Regions from separate parts of the Pan troglodytes genome. Here region 2 is linked to region 1. A link is a contact called in public Hi-C data. All regions are on one chromosome and are shown on one strand. Each heading gives the region's core, a stretch centred on a gene start, on an enhancer-like site or on the middle of the called end of the contact. The rest is flanking DNA. Distances are from core to core; before and after follow the strand shown. Region 1 overlaps TCF12 (transcription factor 12). Region 2 overlaps LOC746315.

Region 1 (3,314 bases), core at 440-2,939:
TGGAGTGCAGTGTTGCTATCATGCCTTATGGCAGCCTCTACATCCCAGGCTCAAGTGATCCTCACACCTAAGCCTCCTGAGTAGCTGGGACTGCCACACTCAGCTAATTTTTATAGAGACAATTTCCCATGTCGCCCAGGCTGGTCTTGAACTCTTAGGCTCAAATCATCTGCCTGCCTTGTCCTCCCAATATGCTGGAATCACAGACAATAGACAATAGCCACTGCTTCTGGCAGTTTTTTTTTTTGAGACGGAGTTTCACTCTGTCACCCAGGCTGGAGTGCAGTGGCGCGATCTCGGCTCACTGCGAGCTCTGTCTCCCGGGTTCACGCCATTTTCCTGCCTCAGGCTCCCAAGTAGCTGGGACTACAGGCACCTGCCACCATGCCCGGCTAATTTTTTGTATTTTTAGTAGAGACGCGGTTTCACCGCATTAGCCAGTCTCAAGGTCTCAATCTCCTGACCTCATGATCCGCCCGCCTCGGCCTCCCAAAGTGCTGGGATTACAGGCGTGAGCCACCACGCCCGGCCCTGGCAGTGTTTCTTAATGTGATATCCAGCATTGCTTATAAATAAAACACATTTTTCCCCATGTATTTTAAATACTGTAATTTACAAAGGATGTATTAATGAATAATGAAATTTTTTTCCACTTTGGTAAAAGTTTGACACAGGTATAAAGGGCTTATATTGAAAAATATGGTATTCAAACAAAATATTTTAGAAGTTACTCATCTAAATTGCCTGAAATATTATTTCTAAAAATATTTGTGGATTAACTGAGAATGTAGGAATAGTTGTAGGGTTTAATACATTTTAACCATTGATACTTGGTTGTGATGGCATTGCTTCCATAATACAGTGACTCTGCAACTGCTATCTAGATTTTTTTCACTTGTAGAGTGTAATAATTTGCAAATGTTTTGTTTATTTTTATATTGGCAGAGATTATAATTCTGAGGTACTATGCTTATAGGAAAGACTTAAAGAATATTAGGTTGGGCACGGTGGCTCATGCCTGTAATCCCAGCACTTTGAGAGGCCAAGGATGGCGGATCACGAGATCAGGAGTTCGAAACCAGCCTGGCCAACCTGGTGAAACCCTGTCTCTACTAAAAATACAAAAATTAGCTGGGCATGGTGGCAGGCATCTGTAATCCCAGCTACTCAAGAGGCGGAGGCAGGAGAATCATTTGAACCCGGGAGGTGGAGGATGCAGTGAGCCAAGATAGCACCATTGTGCACTCCAGCCTGGCTGACAGAGTGAGACTCCGTCTCAAAAGAAAAAAAAAAATAAAGTATTACCACCAGTTCTACTTGTTCTTCTCTTTTCAGTGGCCCATCCTTAAGCCAGTTCTCTCCTTGGTAGAGAACAAAGACAGGCAAAAGAGAAGAATTTCCAGTTTTTCGATTTTACTTTTACTTGTTAATATCACTGATGGCTAAATATTTCATGAAATTAAACTTTGATGCTCATGTCTAAAATGACACTTCAGCATTAACTAAAGATTTCTGTTTTTCATGTTTTTTCATTTAACACTGCTTCTCTACAGCTGAGCCTGGGTTTCATTGTTTAAATCGGATCTTGGAAGAAGCTTTCTGTAAGCTTGGAATGTGCCTTATCTTAAAGCCTTCTTCTCTTACCCTGTTAACCATTCCTGGCTTAAAACCTTCAGAAGTCATGGGATGTGGGTTTGCCTGGGGAGTCTGCTGCCTCCAGTGGAAATTTAGGCAACTGCTATGGCTATTCCAGACAAGTACTTCACAGATAATCAGATCTGTTTCCTATCTAACCGTAGGAAAAGTGTAAAGCTTAGAGGGGTAATTCATATATTCCACTTTATAAACCATTCTAACAGCCAGTTGTAGGAAGAGGGCAGCTGTTTGTTTTTAAAATGACTTATTCTCAAAAGAGTTCATTTGGAGACAGTTAAAATAAGGCAATAGGCAGAAAGTGGTAGAGCTAGAAGAGGCCTAACTATGTTTATTGGGGTTAATAGATAAAAAGCAAATGACCAGGTATTTTCATTATAAGCCATTATATAGTCATTTCTTTTTTAAGCGCGTGCTACCAATTGATGTTTTCAGTTATGAAGAGTTTTGCTGTTAATAAATGATCAAAATTTTAGGTTTAGAATATTGTAACTAATATTTCTGAAATTGAGAAAAATTTAAGTAAGTGATTAAATTAGCCAGTAGCTGACATCATTTACCTATTTCAGTTGAGAACTTGAGCTAAAATTAAGCTTTATACATAATCCCAGTTCCAGAAAGGACCTTGAGAGGTCCTCTAGATAAGATCATATTTAGACTGTCCCAAACACATTAGCCTATAATTTAGACAAAATTAATCTCAGTCAGTCTCAGTCTGTTTTTCTCTCTCCCTTCTCACCTCTCCTTGACTTCTCTTTTTCTAGTTACTCTTCCTTCTCCAGTATCCTTTCCTCTTGCTCTCGTAATCTCTGTCCCCTTACTTTCCTCTGCTTTAAAATTTCTTACTCATGTGTACCACAAGAATGATGGTCTTTTATAATCCGTTTTATGGCTATTAATTACATACACTAAATTTTCAAAGCAAAGACCTAATGTTCTGTTGTATAGATGTTTCAGAAATCATCATACATATAACTAGATTTCAGCTGCATGTTGGTATCCATCCCTAAACAGTTTAAGGGTGTTAGCGGTGATTATGATAATTGGGAGCAGAAGACAGATTCTCTTGACTAGGCAAACTTTAGTGAATCTTAGTCCTTTTCCCTGGAAAAAATTAATAGTACCACTCGTTACATAGGGCTTTGCTCCTGCATAACTAAACCACCAGGGAGATCTTCCAGGTTCCTAGCCATCACCTTTATTTGCAAACACTAAAAAAATCTCTAATGTTTACTTCTTTAAACCAAAAAAAAAAAAAGTTAGAGCATTATAGCTGTGGCCTGCATTCATAGAAAAAGTATGCTTACACTAATGTTTAGGGGCTAGGAATATTTAAGCATTTGCTATGACACTCAAGAAAAAAGTAATAGTACCAAAAAAGCTTTATAGATGTTTTCATTCTTTAATTTCCATAATCTCCCTATAGAAGATCTGGAAATTACAGTAAGCCAAAAAAAGAGACAGTAAACTTCATTCACTCACAGTCCTATCATTCAGTCATTATCAGTATTAATATTTGGAGTATAATAGATGCCGTCTTTCCCACAGAAATCGGACAGGCACTTTGCCATTTAATTAAAAACAGTTTATTCCTCAAAAAATCAACATAATTACCATATGATCCAGCAGTATTACTTCCAGGTACATACCCAAAAGAATTG
Region 2 (3,545 bases), core at 225-2,724, 170 kb after region 1:
AAAATGTTATGATCAGGAATGATCAAGAGACCCATCCAACTATCTGAAGGAGTCACTTAACTCTACTGTACTGCAGTGCTGTAAGGTCTGCATCTTTCACTGGGGGTAAAGGCCCCCAGTCCCTGAGATGGGCCCGTTTGGAGACAGGCTGGTTTTTTCTCTGTTCTCCTGAGAGCCCTTCAGATGAGAAGGGAGGTCTGGAGACAGAATGCCAAAGGCCCATTAAAGGCACGGCCTTGCATTTCAGAGAGGGAGCAGGTCTAGAGAAGAACCAGAGGAGCTCAGCTGAGATATGGTGTATGGATTGGATTTTGGTAGAAGATGGGAAGAACCAAACACCTGAGAAACCACTTTGAAGATCAGGGTCAGAGTAAGGCCTAACACATAGTTGGCTCCCAGTAATTATTGGTTGATTGAATGGCTCAAAGAGCAACTCGACCAAGAACACTGGACTGGGAGTCCAGTTACTTGGATCTTGCATTCCTGATTTATTTTTATTTTATATGTATTTTTTTATTTTTTTGAGACGGAGTCTCACTCACTCTGTCGCCCAGGCTGTACTACAATGGCACGATCTCGGCTCACTGCAAACTCTGCCTCACAGGTTCAAGCGATTCTCCTGCCTCAGCCTCTCGAGTAGCTGGGATTACAGGCATGCACCACCATGCTGGCTAATTTTTGTATTTTTAGTAGAGACGGGGTTTTGCCATGTTGGCCATGCTGGTGTCGACCTCCTGACCTCAGTTGATCTTCCTGCCTCAGCCTTCCAAAATGTTGGGATTACAGGCGTGAGCCACCGTGCCTGGCCGTGATTTATTTTTTTTGTGTATGTTTGTTTGTTTTTGTCAACTTGCTGTGTGACCTTAAGCAAGTTACTTAACTTCTCTGGGCTTCACTTTCCATGGATGAACATTGTAAAGAGGCTGGAGAGAGATGAGGACTAGGTACAGGCCTTAGAGGAGAGCCACCGCCCCGGACTTCTCCCTCTGTCACCCCGCTTTCCATGACCCTCCTTGCCTGACTTTGTGACTCCTTGCCTCGCTATCAAAACAAGTGCTGCAATCTCAGTGCTTTCCAAGAGCCCGGCATTGTTAGAAACTTCCCGGCACGCAGCAAAGGCTGCTGCGATACTCGCTCTGCCTGCCTTTGCCCTGCGCTTCCTACATACCCTCCTTTTGTTTCTCCTAAACATCTGTCCCTGACTATGCTCGTCTCATGTTTGTCCTCAGCTGCTGAAAGGGCCACGTTTGTTTTCATTACAAATAAGACCACCGAGTGGGCTCCTGGCGTGGGGGCGGGAGCAGCCGCGCGCAGTCTTCAGAGGCAGCCCCCTAGGCTCTCTCTGGAGGGTGTGTCTCTGCTTCCCTTTCCCCGTGTTTATTTTTAGACGAAGCCAAGTGGCCCGGGGGGACCCTCCGGACTCCCAGCTTTCGGAGGGGAGGGCAGCTCGGGCTTTCGCCCCAGTGCTTCCTGCCCGTCACGTGTGTGTTCCTAGCCGGGGTCGGGGGAGCTGGTATCTTGGCCCTTCTGGGAGGACGCGCACAGCCCGAGGAGGCAGAGCCCCAGACGGGAATGGGCTTTTCAGAGGTGGGGTGCGGGCGAGGGGACGATGCATTATTTTTAATATTTGATTTATTTTTCCAACTGGACTTCTTCCCGCGGCTCTTTCTGGGCCCAGCTGCCTTTGTGATCCCGCGCCCCGGCCCTCGGCCTCTCACCTCCGGCGCCGGGGCGCCCCCTGCTGTCGGAAGCGGCTGTGACCGGGCAGAGGTGCTATCTGGGACTCTGGGTTCTCAGCCCGGGGACAGCGAACCGAGGGGCAGATGATCCATCAGAAAAGAGCCGGCACTGCCCAGCCCCGCGCCCCTGCCCCTGCCTTTTTCCGGGAGCGCGCCGCGCCGCAGCCGCTACGGCCGCTTGACCCCATCTTTGAGCCCGGCCCCAAGCTCTGGGACCGTCGTGCCCCTCATCAAGGAAGAGCCAAGGACCCCAGGGAGAAGGTCAGGAGCGGCGGTGTGGATGTCCCTTGGCTGCAGGCCCCGCCGCGCACTCCCTTCAGTCCTTCCCTTCTCTAGGGACCAGGTAGCATCAGTGCCTGGCTCTCGGCCTTGTGTGCCCTGCTCCCCGCCCCACCTACTAAGAACCAAGTCTGGTTCACCGGCTCCCAAGAGCTGGAACCCATTCTCAGCTAGCTGGGGGCCCAGGCCACCCCTTCTCTCCCGACCTGTGTGCCTTCTGCGCTGGCTCCAGGGCCCCCCACACCGTGACCAGGGCGGGTTCCCTATGGGGCTGGCCAGTCGGCACCGTGCCAGGCCCACAGTGCCCTGGGCGTCCATGGAAGTAGTTCTGTGTCTTTAAAATCAGAAGGAAGACATTAACCTTTAGGCTGAAGAAAATGTTTTAGTAGACAGCAATAACTTATTTGTCTTTATCCAACAGCCATAAAATATAACTTTAAATATTCTATTGATAGAGAAAGGAGTTCATGAAGGCAGAAATGCCTGGGGCCCACGAACATCCCAGTGTGGCCCTGGACGGGACATCATGCTGGGCAACACAGCTAAAATGCGGGTGAAGACCAGATTTCTTGCACATGGCGGTGACGGGATGCTCCCTAGAGAGCTTCAAGTGGATTCTTTGCTTTTTATTTTCTCTCTTAATAAAAATGTATGATGTTTACATTGTCAGAGAACAAACAGAACTGTGGCTTGTGTTTCATGTCTTACGAAATGGGTCTTGTGTACTTTTGGCTGTTCTTTCATGTTCTTAGCAGTTATAGATTTGGCTCCTCTGGAATGGAGGGGCCATATATCAGGGGGTTTGGGGCAGGGGACACGGCCCTCTGTTCACCCTGCCCTCCCTGATAGGTTGATTTATCTCCCTGCAATCCCTTCTTCACCTTCCGGGCTGGTCTCCTTCCCAGTCCGAGATCTGCCCCCAAGGCTTTGTTTGGCACCGCCCCACCCCTGCCTTCCCCAGTAGTCTTTCTACAGATCACCCCTTCCCATGTGTCCTCAGCGCACCCCTGCCTTCCCCAATAGTCTTTCTACAGATCACCCCTTCCCATGTGTCCTCAGCGCTGGCCTTCTCAGGAGTTCTAGCACCCGTCTCCACTGCTTTAGCCTGCTAGGACTGCCATAACAAAGCACCACAGCTTGGGGGATTCAACCACAGAAATCTGTATGCTCGTAATTCTGGAGACCAGAAGTCTGAGATCAGGGTGTCCACAGGGCTGATTTCTTCTGAGGCCCCTCTCCTTGGTTTGTCAAGAGCCTCTTCTCCCTGTGTCTTCACAGGGTCTTCCCTCTACGCCTGTCAGTGTCCTGATCTCCTCTCAGTCACATTGGGTTAGGGATCACCATATGACCTCGTTTAACCTTACTCGTGTCTTTAAAGACTCTATCTTTTTTTTTTTTTTTTTTTTTTTTGAGACAGAGTCTCACTATGTTGCCTGGGCTGGAGTGCAGTGGCGCCATCTCAGCTCACTGCAAGCCTCCGCCTCTGGGGCTCAAGCAATTGTCCTGCCTCAGCCTCCCGAGTAGCTG

What was found. A called contact is a pair of places that touch in the nucleus more often than the background predicts.
Region 2: a contact with region 1 is called in a Hi-C map of induced pluripotent stem cells, with 2.9 times the contacts expected there. The contact joins two enhancer-like sites. A contact is called at or near these places in 4 of 7 Hi-C or Micro-C datasets (blood, induced pluripotent stem cells and stem cell-derived neural progenitor cells), 1 of 1 datasets of contacts at active chromatin or transcription factors (stem cell-derived excitatory neurons) and 1 of 1 other capture datasets (stem cell-derived neural stem cells).

The regions. Positions count from the first base shown.
Region 1 is chr16:49,148,537-49,151,850 of NHGRI_mPanTro3-v2.0_pri, forward strand. All of the region lies in intron 5 of TCF12 (transcription factor 12), which reads left to right. Among named protein-coding and RNA genes, the nearest start is that of TCF12, 220 kb to the left of the region's middle. Within about 2 kb of position 1,690, at least 3 of the 24 cell types and tissues checked have an H3K27ac peak or open chromatin away from gene starts, as enhancers often do. A contact at or near this core is called in induced pluripotent stem cells, where this site is marked.
Region 2 is chr16:49,316,902-49,320,446 of NHGRI_mPanTro3-v2.0_pri, forward strand. LOC746315 reads left to right here. Exons shown (of 3, transcript XR_010151712.1): 3 at 2,474-2,701. Among named protein-coding and RNA genes, the nearest start is that of CGNL1, 70 kb to the right of the region's middle. Within about 2 kb of position 1,475, at least 11 of the 24 cell types and tissues checked have an H3K27ac peak or open chromatin away from gene starts, as enhancers often do. A contact at or near this core is called in induced pluripotent stem cells, where this site is marked.